3 separate regions of the Sus scrofa genome follow, and regions 2 and 3 are each linked to region 1. Evidence: chromatin contacts called from public HiChIP or PLAC-seq data. All regions are on one chromosome and are shown on one strand. Each heading gives the region's core, a stretch centred on a gene start, on an enhancer-like site or on the middle of the called end of the contact. The rest is flanking DNA. Distances are from core to core; before and after follow the strand shown.

Region 1 (4,103 bases), core at 485-2,984:
TTCTGGAGCAACTGCACACCTCTTTGTCAAGGGGGTTGCCAAAGCGGAGCCTGGCTGAATTTAGAAGATACTTGTCCAGCTTCTAGACAAAAGGGTTCCTCTAGTTTCTCACCTGATGGCCCTAAGACTTGATGTTTGTTTCTTAACACCTTTCAAAAATGAAGCCACGATATTCACCCGGATTATTGGACTCGTCATTTCTAGGGTAGCTACTGAAGGAGACTTTTTTTAACCTCTCTTTCTCAAGCGTGTTTCCTGAAAGGCTGACCAGGGAGAACATGATTCTGGGGATGTTCTGTGTGATGTGGAGCTCAGAGGGTACAGTGGGGGAGCCCTGGGTGCCCTGGAGGGGTGGGTGGGCCTGGGCAAAGCACACCCCGAATCAGGGTAAATGACCTTTAAGATCAAGAGAGCAGGACAATCATCACAGGTAATAATAAGCTGTCTGAAGCAGGTGTGTATGTTTTGTTGGCCTGGGAGGGAGCTTGTGTGAGTTGATGATAAACCTGATTGTTAGGATGATATTAACATGACCTTTGAGTCACCCCACCTGCTCTGCCACCCACGTACCCTGGTGTCTGCCTCCCAAAGCCCCATTTGTGGTTCCTGGGCAATCTGGGTAGGTTGAGGCAGCGGCGGGCGGCGGGGGGTGGGGGACCTTCCACATGATGTAAAGTACAATGTACAACGTGCTGGTCATGTTTGAAGATGTCTGTATATTTGAGCCTCTAAAGGCATATTTGCATTTTAACAATGTCTGTATGCTCCTGTTTCCTCATCAAATCTCTTTTATCCAGCAGGAAGTATTTTCTCCTCTTTCTATGTAAACATCCCTTGGTCCTGCCCTTCTGTCAATGGTTGGGTTCCTCCTTCTAATGATGTAGGAAGAGTCGTCTCCTCGCTAACAGCGAGAATATTAAATCTATGAAGCCTCCGAAGGCTTTCTTTCTGTTTGGTTTCCTACTTTGCACCAGGTGCCTGGAAGAGGGGTCTGTAGAATGTGCTTGAGAAACATTTACTTTTTTTTGTAGTTATATTTTATTTATTTATTTATTTGCTTATTTTTTTTTTTTTTTAAGTTGGCACCCACGGCATATGGAAGGTCCCAGGCTAGGGGTTGAATCAGAGCTGTAGCTGCCAGCCTACAACACAGCCAGAGCCACAGCAACACCAGATCCTAGCTGCATCTGTGACCTACACCACAGCTCACGGCAATGCTGGATCCTTAACCCATTGAGCAAGGCCAGGGACTGAACCCTCATCCTCATCGTTACTAGTTGGGTTTGTTACCAATGAGCCCCAACGGGAACTCTGAGAACCATTTACTTAATGAGGTTGTACATGCATCTTTCTGCTCCTAACTCCTTCCTTTCTGCCTCTAACTCCTTCTGTCCCTTCATTCATGAACTTCTCACTGGGCTGACCCAGCACCTGCCCTCCCCACTGGTCTGTGGGGCATGATAAGCCCCTGCTTGTTCCCCTCGGAGAGCCTGGGGAGGGTGTCCGCTGTGTTGTCACCACACTGGCAACCATAGGGTAAGCTGTCAGCTCCTGGAGGCATTTCCAGGATGCTTACAGACGGGATACGGAAGGAAACAGAGGCTAAGGGGCAGCACTGGTGTCGGAGGCTGGATGCTCTGCCCCGTTTACCGCCCCTCCCAGGAAGCATCTCTGCAGGATGGGCTGTGGGTGGGGGAGGGGAGCAGGAAGGGCGTGTGCTGGCTGTCACAACTGAATCCTTCCTTCTGGTTGTCTGTGGTTAAGTCACGTGGCAGCAGAACCTCTGTCCCCCATGATGACAGGGGGTTAAGGTGGCCTTGGCCAAGCCCTGCCTCTGTTTAAATAAATAAAGGAGCACAGAACAGTCTGGCGCTGGACTACAGGCTGCCTGATGTGATTTGCCGCCTATAAGAAGTCTGGCTGATGGAAGAGTCAAATCCAATTCTGATGATCTAATGCCCCCCCCCAGGGGGGGCAGTTTTGGTGGTTGGCTTCCCCCCTCCAAGTGATCCCAAGGAGGAGGGCAGTAGGCAGACTCTTCCAGAACCTCTTTGCTAAGTGAGTTTGTCTGGAAAGAAAATTGTAGGTAAAAGATTTTAACTGTAAAGCACAGTAAGAATTGCCTTCTGGTCAGCTGATGAGTAATTTTGAGACACGCATGAGACCATGGACTATGCTCCTTTCCTCCTCTTCCTCTCCAACCCCCCTCCCCTCTCCCCATTTCCCTTCCCCATCTTCCCCCTCCCCCCCATTCCCCTCTCCCATTCCCCTTCTCCTCCCCTCCCCTCCCCCATTCCCCTTCCCTCATTTCCTGCCCCCTCCCCCCATTTCCCCCTCCCCTCCCCTTCTCCTCCCCCTTCCCCTCCCCTTTCTGCTCCCCCTTCCTTTCCCCCTTCTCCTCCCCCTCCTCTCTGCCCATCTCTCTCTCTCTCTCACACACACTGTCAAGTCTTTCCCTGTCAGGCTCTGTGCTGAGGTAGCTGGAGCCGCTCTCATCGTCTCTGAGTACAGAGGAAGCTCTCACTTTGTCATGTAATTGCTGCCACCCTCTCTCTGCTCTTCTGCACGGCCCCGAGCCTCACTCTCCAGCCCTTCCACACCCTTCTGTCCATCTGCCTTTCCTTCTCCCCAGGTCCCCACTTCCCAGGGTCCCTCCCCCCATCGCCTCCCACTCCCTGCCCCGCCCCCACTTCCCCAGGATTCCACCTGGTTTCTGCCATGCAGGGCTCCACGCTGCCCTGCCTCCTGCCCAGGGAAGGCTCTAGAAGGGCAGGGAATGCCTGGTATGCTGGGGAGTGGCCTCGGCTGTGGCCACCTTGTCCCTCGCTCCCCTTGCCTTGCTATTCTCTGCCTTGCCCTGGACTCTGTCACCTCCAGCACACTTGTCATAGCCTCAGTCTCTGGCTGTAGCCTCAGGGCTGACGTCTGGCCTCAGCCCCTCTTAGTGCGCTCCTCTGATGCAGGCTTCCATCCCTGCCCGGTTATCTCATGTCCTGGTCTCACTTAGTGACCCTCGGCCTCACATGTGCTGTTCCTACTGCCTGCAGTGCTTTTCCCCCCTTCCTTCTCAATGGGTTACACCTGACTGGTCACCAAAGATGTCACCAGGTGCCTCCCGCAAGAAGCCAACTGTTGGGAGGGGCTTCTGGGTCTCACTGAACAAAACTCGTATCAGAATGTGTGCCAGAAAGTGCATTGGACACTGACCTCCTCAGCTGAACAGACATCAGTGAAGGCAGAACTGGATCCCTGGCCTGTGGCTATGCCTCCCTGTTCCCCTCAGGTGTTAGAAAGTGTCTGCTTTTCTGATTGTTTATCCTTAAACCTTCAACTTTATGCTCAATGCTTTTTGCTTTATGTTAATTGTTTTTCTAACAAAATATTTCATAAAGAAGGCGCCTCTGATGTGGAGGGAGCCTGGCACAATAAATTGAGGTTGTCCTTCTTCCTCGAAACACCTTTGATGGGTTTATCAGTTGCCACTTTTCTCCCGAGCGTGTGCCGAATGGATTGATCACTACATTTGAGAATGTCGTAGAAGTTAGAGTTGACGCAAGAGAAGCCATCTGGTGCTACAAACAGCACAGACCTAGGCATTTTAAATTTCACTTCTGGGCCACTCTTGGAAAACCGCTGCCAGGAGATGACCATGCATCCAGCTCCCATCAGCTCATGTCCCCCTTGTCCTGAGCATGAGAGGAGAGCTCTGGGGGGAGCAGAGGGCAAAGGAGGGTGTTGCAGTATTAGCCCGGTTCTCGAGGCTTCAGCTGTGGATTGTGACTTCTATTTGGACGAAAGCTTGTTCTCTGTGCTCCAGGTTGATGGGCTGCATTCTGTGTTTGGCATCTGTTTTCCCAGACCAGGGGTGGCAGCTGAACTGAGTGTGAAAAGACAGGGGGAGAGTTCATAGATTAGGACAGTGGGTGTCCAGGACACTCACAGGGAGGGGTGGGGTCAGTGCTCTTTAGTCCCTTTCCTAAATTTCTTTTTTTTTTTAATTTAATATTTTTTATTTTATTTTTGATTTTTGCTTTATTATTATTTTGTGTTTTAGGGCTGCACCTGCAATCTATGAACATTCCCAGGCTAGGGGTCGAACTGGA
Region 2 (4,103 bases), core at 952-3,451, 190 kb before region 1:
TGTTTGTTTGTTTTGGGGTTTTTTTGGCCATGAACCTTTAAAGCTGCTGCCTGGTATTCCCACAGGAGAAGAAAGCTGACACCACCACCCCCATTACTGGGCAGCATCTTAGGCTCCTAGAAAAGACTCAAGTATCAACTCCAGGGGACTGTGGAAGCCAGGCGAGCTTGAACTCTGGAAATGCTTGTTACCAAAGCTGGTAGGATTCACCCCTACCTTTCCAATTAAGCATACCACCAAGCTGAGAAAAAAAAATTTGCTAAATTAAGCTTTATTCAGCCTGTATTGACTGCCTTTGCTCTCTGCTCTGTTTAAAAAACATCAAAAACAAAACCAGTCAAACTAACAAAACCTCTCATCCTATCTAGAATAGGTATCCAAGTCATTCCTGCCGTGGTTTGGTGGGTTAAGAATCTGACTGCAGAGGTTTGGGTCACTGCCAAGGCATGGGCTCAATCTCCAGCCTGGTGTAGTGGGTTAAAGGATTGGATTCAATCCCTGGCACTGGAACTTCCATATGCTCCTCATGCAGCCATAAAAATTAAAATATGAATAAATTAATTAAAAGCCGAAATATTAGCACCAAAATTTCACCTTAAAAAAAAAAAAAGGTACTCTATAGAAGATACCTTGGGTGCCTGGTGGCTCAGCAGGTTAAGGATCTGGCATTGTTACTGCTGAGGCTTGGGGTCAATCCCTGGCCCCGGAACTTCCCCATGCCGTGGGTGTGGAAAAAAAAGAGAAAGAGAGGAAAAACATGGGTGGATCTTACAATCAGTGGGCTGAGCAAAGAAGGTTTACATGAAAGCATATGAGCAGTATTGTTCCACTTACACAGCTTTCTAGAAGAGAAAAACACTAACCTACGACGGAAAATCAGAATCGAGGCTCTCCTTGGAGTTCCTGTTTTGGCTTATTGGTAACTAATACGGATGGTATCCATGAGGACATGGGTTTGATACCTGGCCTCACTCTGTGGGTTAAGGATCTGGCATTGCCATGAGCTGTGGTGTGGGTCACAGAACCAGCTTGGATCCCACATGGCTGTGGCACAGGCTGGCAGCTATGGCTCTGATTTGATCCCTAGCCTGAGAACTTCCCTATGCTGCAGGTGGGGCCCTAAATTAAAAAGAAAAAGAAAAGAGCCTCTTCTAGGGGTGGAGCAGGGACGGGATGGGACTGGAAGGGGCACAGAGCAAGCCCCCCTCCCCCTTGGCATGAAGGCAAGCTGCTCTCTCCTGCTGGGGGTTTGGGTTACAAGAGAATATACCTACGCTCACACTCAGCCAGAGCACACAGAAGATTTGCGCATTTCATCATCTGCAAATTTGACATCAAAAGAAAAAAACCACAATGGACCTTGAACGCTCATTGATGGTATGCATGCTGAAATACGTAGGGGATGGTGCACTGATGGCTATAATCTACTTGGCAGTGCGTCCTATAGAACAAGAAAGATTGGTGGGTAAATAGGGAGTTGGACCGATTGGGTGCAAAACAAGTAAGGGAAACCATTAACTGCAGGGTCTGGGTGGAAGGTGTCCGTTAAAAAGACCCTTTCTACACTGTCATGTGTTTGAACATTTTCATAATAACATGTTGGAAGGAAAAGCCATGTAAGAACAGAGCAGAAGAGAACAGCCATCCTCATCCTCCACCCAGAACACTTAGAGCATCGGAAAGAAGCGAGGATGCAGGGCCAGGATGCAGAGCTCAGCCCTGGGGCATCCTGTGGACTGTTATGGTACCCAGGAGTATTTCTATGGCAACGACGACCAGAAAGACTGCTGAGAACAAAAGACGTTTTCCTGTCCCTGCTTTGGGAAAAAACAAAACAAACACCTGGGGAGGGGGGAGGCACAAGAAAAGCACAAATATGCCCCCAACCCCACACAAGATTAGCCCATTTTATCAGCAGAGACAAGCTGTGTTAAGGAAAGATAGTGCCCGAGCCAGGACTGGAGGCTAATCTCTCTGGGAATTAAAGCTGCATTAACTTGTTTTCAGTATTTCTCAGGAAGAATCCACAGATTCTGAACTATGACTGTTTGCATATTATTTCTTCTTATCTCTTAGAAAGAAAAAAAAAAGACAGTTTGCCCACAATCTCCAGTGATTGGTGGAGAATGAAAGTGTATGCTGACTGGTATTCGGAACTTGTCACTTACTGGCAGCTTCCTTCCTTCTTCACCCCCTCAAGTCAGTCCCTATCTGAGCTTAGGGCAGAAACCCTGTTTTTCTACCCACTCCCACCCACAAAGTTCCCGTTCCTATTTTCTCTTCTATTTGCCTTCTGAGAGGCTCAGCAGTCAAGGGTGGGATTTCTGGGAAGCACCCCTCTTTCTCCTCGGATTGGCCTTTCTGGGCTTGTTGCCTCCCAGGAATGAGGAGATCACTGCCAACTCCTGATTGTTCCAGGTGTCACAGGAAGGGAAGCAGAGACCAGAGGATGCTCAGGGGGCCTCAGAGCCTCTCCCAAAGCAACGGTGAATTTCCTGGCCTTCTTGTGTGATGTTCTGTGGATGCCGGAGGTCAGATAAGGACCACAGAGAGGCAGAAACCCTGCTTTGGCACTCACCCCTTCCCCAGCATCTCCTGCAGGCAAGGCCCCTCCACCCAGGTTTCTAACCCTGGGGTCTAGTGGGTAATTTGATGAAACTGCCCCTTTCTGACACCCCTCCTCAAGCCTTTGACAATTGTCTGCAGTTCTGCAATGTGCAGAGGAGAAAGCGTGTGAAATTCGGAGTTGGGAAAACCTGGGTTCTGGTCTCTGTGCTCCCTTCTTGCCTGGGTGTTAAGACCTCAGGCAGGGGAGTTCCCATCGTGGCTCAGTGGTTAATGAGCCCGAATAGTATCCACAAGGATGTAGGTTCAATCCCTGGCCTCCATCAACAGGTTAAGGATCCAGTATTGCTGTGAGCTGTGGTGTAGGTCGCAGACATGGCTCAGATCTCAAGTGGCTGTAGCTGGGGCTGTGGTGTAGGCCAAGGCTGTAGCTCAATTTGACCCCTAGCCTGGGAACTTCCATGTGCCATGGGTGCAGCCCTCAAAAGACCAAAAAAAAAAAAAAAAAAAAAAAAAAAAAAAAACCTCAGGAAGGGAGTGTCTCTAGGTGTGCAGTGGCCATGACCCCAGGCACCATGGGCAGGATGCCTGGGAGGCTACATGGGCCTCCTGGCATGTAGCTGTGCCCAGTGAACATTTGGAGTTTGGGAGGGGGCATGATGGTGCAGAGGGGAAGAGACGGAAGGCATTTCCATTCAGAAGCAGGGATCCCCGGGGCAACACCATGCCTCAGTTATCCATCACTGGGTGAGGGGTGCTGTGTGACCAAGCCAGCTGAGAGCTGTGACAAAGGGGTGAGGGGCTTTATATTCAGGTTCTGTGCTGCATAACAGCTCACCATGGACAGTGGCTTAGAACAACACGCAGTTTTCATCTCCCAGTGTCTGTGGGTCAGGAGTCTGGACATGGCTCAGCTGAGGCCTCTGCTCCAGGGATCCCCAGGCTGAAATCAAGGGGCTGTGATCTCATCTGGGGCTCAGGGACCCCTTCTGGGATCACAGGTGGTTTTCAGAAGCTAGCTCCTTGCAGACAAGATGAGGTCTTATTTTCTTGTTGACTGTCAGTGGGGGTCACTCTTAGCTTCTAGAAGTCTTCCTTGGGTCCTAGCCACTGACCGCTCCCAACAGGGAAGCTCAAAGCCAGCAGAATGGCTCTCCCTTCAAATCTCGATTTAATCAGCTTTGAAGGGTACTTATAACATGGAACAGACAGAACATAACCAAGCACCCCATCACTTTGCCAATCGGATGTCACCTAACCCAGGGACAGGCCAGCCATCCTCTTCATGGGCCCCACCTATACTCAGGGGAAGGGATTTTACACCTGTGATTGCTGGGGAGTGGAATCTTGGAGTCCATCTTTGGAATCTTGTGGTTCATCTACTAAATCTTGGAATTTGGTTCCTGGGAGAAATGGGCTCAGAGGATTAGTCCTGCAGGGAGGGGAAAGGGCTTTGCTTTCCACAGTCAGTATGAGGCCCCCAGCCTTCCCCAGCTTTGGGGGAATACCACACAGTGAGAAGGGCTTCAGAAGGGAAG
Region 3 (4,103 bases), core at 420-2,919, 170 kb before region 1:
CCACTGAAGAAACCGATTATTCTATCCCGTGGACAAGCGCTTATCTTAAACCTCCGAAGAATCAGAGGAGAGCTTCTTAAATTTTACTCGTTAATTAAGAGACCTGTTTGAGGGGAGCTAGATCTGTGGCTTTGGTGTAGCAATCATGAAATCTCAGTGTCAGGCCTGGTGTTTTTGGGGGGAGGGGGTTGTTTGTTTGTTTTGTCTTTTTAGGGCCATGCCTGCAGCATATGGAAGTTCTCAGGCCAGGGGTCAAATCGGAGCTGCAGCTGCCAGCCTACACCACAGCCACAGCAATGCAGGATCCAAGCTGCATCTGCGACCTACACCACAGCTCACGGCAACACCAGATCCTTAACCCACTGAGCAAGGCCAGGGATTGAACCCACATCCTCATGGATACTAGTCAGTTTTGTTACCGATGAGCCACGATGGGAACTCCGACAGGCCTGTTTTCTGTCTCTGGGACTTTCGTCTTTTGACCACCAAACATTTTCTTTAATAAAAGCAGTTTGTGTGCCTTACTCTTAGCAGATGCCGATAGAGACACTGTCCAGATACTGAGAGAAGGAAGGTTTTGTGTCTAGAAAATCAAGTATGACTAAGACTAGCTCACATACCACAGGAAACCCTTATCTTTCAAAAACTTCCCCTTGGTAAGATTGTTCAAAGATGTACAGGCTTGCTTTTTTTCTGATTTTGTTTAGGAGGTAAAGATCGAGGCTTCTCTTCTTTTTAATTGTGCAAATAGGTCTAATGGAGGTTGCTCGTGTTTTCCATTGGTCTATAGTGGAAACGTGCTTCTCTGGATGTGGTCCTCACACCTCCGTTTTAGTGGGCTCACCTTCTGGAGAGTTCTGCAAGGGGAAGAGCACTGGGATATGATTTGGGTCGGTTATCCAGGGCCCTTTGTGTCTCACTGAATCTTTCTCCGCCTCAACTGCCTGACTTGCAAAACAGAGAAGCTGCAATTCATCTTCCCTTCCAGGTGTTGCCAAGATGCATCATCAGGGGAACTGGTGGCAAAATGTAACTGGTGGCAACATGGTGGCTCAGCAGTTAACAAACCCGACTAGGATCCACGAGGATGCAGGTTTGATCCCTGGCCTCGTTCAGTGGGTTAAGGATCGGCATTGCCATGAGCTATGATGTAGGTCACAGATGCAGCTCCAGTCTGGTGCTGCTCTGGCTGTGGTGCAGGCTGGCAGCTGTAGGTCTGATTGGACCGCTAGCCTGGGAACCTCCATATGCCACGGGTGTGGGCCTAAAAAATAAATAAATAAATAAATAAATAAATAAGGAGTAACAAGCACCATAGTTAAGTAACAGATAAGAACCATTGCATTGTATCAACCTGGCTTTGAACCTACACGTCAGGTTGTAACCCAGCTTTGGGTACTTACCAAAGACAAGTTCCTCTGCCAGTATCAATGAGACAAACAACGAAATAATTTGCTAGAGTTCCCTGCTGGCTCAGGGGGTTAAGGATCCAGTGCTGTCCGTATTGTGGTTCTGGTTACTTCTGTGGTGCAGATTTGATTCCTGGCCCCGGAACTTCTTTATGCCACGAGCCCAGCCAAAAAAAAAAAAACAAAAACAAAAACGAAGCCCTTGCTCTTACAGTCTGTGCATTGTGTATCATTGGGTGGAGTGGACATGATTATGGTGACATCGATGGCCTTTTCTCAATTTCAGTTCTTTACAAAAGATAAAGAGGAAAGAATGTATGAGGATGAAGGAACTGGAATTTATGGTCTTTGCAGTTTCTAAGAACATCAAAGACTCCACAAGCTTCAATTCCACCCATCCCCTCCCTCCCCATAGGTAAAATTCTCTTTCAGAGATGGCTTCTTTTTTTCTTTTTATGGCCACACCCGTAGCATACAGAAGTTCCCAGGCTAAGGGTCAAATCAGAGCTGCAGCTTCCAGCCCACGCCACAGCCACAATAAAGCCAAATAGGAGCTGCATCTGTGACCTATGCCTCAACTCACAGCAATGCCAGACCCTAAACCACTGAGTGAAGCCAGGGATCCAACCCGCATCCTCATGGATATTATTAGGTTTTTAACCCACTGAGCCACAATGGGAACTCTGTAGAAATGGTTTCTTAAACCAAAGGCCTGCTCTTAGGACTGTTAGATTTCCTTCCTTGGTACCCGTGTATCAGACGTCGCAGTCTGGCCTTCTAGAAACTAATCTGAGTGTCCTGAGCACTATTTAGAAGTTCAAATAGTTCTCCCTGACCTCAGAGATCTCTTCAACTCTAAAGACCCTTTGTCCTGTTTGAATGGCCAGAGGGGATGGCCCCATGGCCTCGTTCACTGCCTCTTGTCACTGAAGTGTGTGTGTCTGTTAACAGTTCTTCCCAGTGCGGCTCAAATTGGTCCAGCCCATTCATTTCGCCCTTCTCCTGCTCTGGCTAAGTGGGTGAAGGGTTTGCGCATCATAACACAGAACAGAAGGCTCAAGGAGCAAGAAAAAGCAGTCTTGAGTTTAGACCCTTAAGGGCTCTTAATTCCTGTGACAAAGGAATTGCATATACTTGGCTTTGACATCAGAGAGCAGAGCTGGGACCCATGAGCGGAGGTGATGAGGTTACGTGCAGGCAGATTTCAGCTCAATATTATGAAAACAGACTTTAGCACAAGGATGGACTGCCTTGTGAGGTAGAGAGTTCCCCAGCACTGAAAGTATGCAAACAGAGGTGCTCTTATCCCTTTCTAGAAGGGCTCTCGCTTGGTTTAAGGGCTGGACTCAAGGGCCTCTGAGGTCCTTTCAGATGGAGATACTGGGCTTGCAAGTTCATCGGTGAGTTTTCTCACACCTGGAAACGCCCTGCACCAGCTCGGTCCCCCTCCCTCTGTGCAGAAAGCCTGGAGTAAGAACATGTCACATTCCCCAGATAACATTCTCCCCACCCAGGTGAAAAGGTGAGGATGACAAGCACACACCTGAGTGGAGGCTTTATTACTGTCCCCGGGGCAGAAGTGGCAAGACAGTAAACTGGGAGGTTAGCATTCCTTTCTTCCTTCATTTTTTTTCCCATGGCTCTTACAGAACCGGCTTGCTTCTCTTAAAACTGCTTTGTTTTTTATTTTTTAACTTCATCACCTTTCCCAAGCGTATAGAAAGACTAAAGCAGAGCCTGGGACACAAGAGGTGCTCAACACATCTTTTTTAAAAGAACAGATGAATACATTTTAAAAGCAAGAGGAGTTCCCACTGTGGCTCAGTATGTTAAGGACCTGACATTGTGCCCGTGAGGGGGCAGATTCGATCCCTGGCCCGGCTCAGTGGGTTAAGGATCCAGCATTGCCATGAGCTGTGGGGCATAGGTCACAGATGCGGCTCAGATCTGGTGTTGCCGTGGCTGTGGCATAGCCTGTATCTACAGCTCTGATTTGACCCCGAGCCTGGAAACTTCCATATGTCGCAGGTGCAGCTATAAAAAGAAAAAAAAAATTTAATTTAAAAAATAAATTAAAACAAGAGAAGAGCATATATAACACTTGACCCCAAAGTCAACTAGCTTAGCCATTCCGGGGCCATCTGTAAAACAGGGGTGAATACACTCATGGTGCCTGACGTTTAGGTCGTTATGAGGATTAGAGAATAAGGAAGAACCTGCACTTAGCAGAGTCTGACACGCAAACAGGGTTTGTTAAAGGCCAGCTCTCTTCAGAGTTCCTGTTGTGGCTCAGTGGTTAACGAATCCAACTAGGAACTGTGAGATTGAGGGTTCGATCCCTGGCATTCGTTGCTCAGTGGGTTAAGGATCTGGTGTTGCTGTGAGCTGTGGTGTAGGTTGCAGATGCGGCTTGGATCCTGCGTGGCTGTGGCTGTGGTGTAGGCTGGCAGCTACAGCTCCAACTAGACCCCTAGCCTGGGAACCTCCATATACCATGGGAGCAGCCCTAGAAAAGGCAAAAAAAAAAAAAAAAAAAAAAAAAAAAAAAAAAAAAAAAAAGGCCAGCTCTCTTCATTACTGTATCGCTGTTATTATTCCTGTTATTTCAAATGCTGTGATCTGGGGAGGGGGTGGAGGAGACAGAGACAGAACAGAACTTCCTTCTCGTTACCCCGTGTGTCCCTCATCCCCTTT

What was found. HiChIP or PLAC-seq counts read pairs in DNA pulled down with a chosen protein or histone mark.
Region 2: a contact with region 1 is called in an H3K27ac HiChIP or PLAC-seq map of alveolar macrophages. The contact joins two enhancer-like sites. A contact is called at or near these places in 1 of 47 Hi-C or Micro-C datasets (psoas muscle) and 2 of 2 datasets of contacts at active chromatin or transcription factors (alveolar macrophages and skeletal muscle).
Region 3: an H3K27ac HiChIP or PLAC-seq map of alveolar macrophages shows a contact between it and region 1. The contact joins two enhancer-like sites. A contact is called at or near these places in 2 of 2 datasets of contacts at active chromatin or transcription factors (alveolar macrophages and skeletal muscle).

The regions. Positions count from the first base shown.
Region 1 is chr10:41,231,182-41,235,284 of Sscrofa11.1, forward strand. All of the region lies in intron 2 of SVIL (supervillin), which reads left to right. Among named protein-coding and RNA genes, the nearest start is that of SVIL, 57 kb to the left of the region's middle. Within about 2 kb of position 1,735, at least 28 of the 83 cell types and tissues checked have an H3K27ac peak or open chromatin away from gene starts, as enhancers often do. A contact at or near this core is called in alveolar macrophages, where this site is marked.
Region 2 is chr10:41,037,115-41,041,217 of Sscrofa11.1, forward strand. No RefSeq gene overlaps it. Among named protein-coding and RNA genes, the nearest start is that of JCAD, 130 kb to the left of the region's middle. Within about 2 kb of position 2,202, at least 2 of the 83 cell types and tissues checked have an H3K27ac peak or open chromatin away from gene starts, as enhancers often do. A contact at or near this core is called in alveolar macrophages, where this site is marked.
Region 3 is chr10:41,064,977-41,069,079 of Sscrofa11.1, forward strand. No RefSeq gene overlaps it. Among named protein-coding and RNA genes, the nearest start is that of SVIL, 110 kb to the right of the region's middle. Within about 2 kb of position 1,670, at least 6 of the 83 cell types and tissues checked have an H3K27ac peak or open chromatin away from gene starts, as enhancers often do. A contact at or near this core is called in alveolar macrophages, where this site is marked.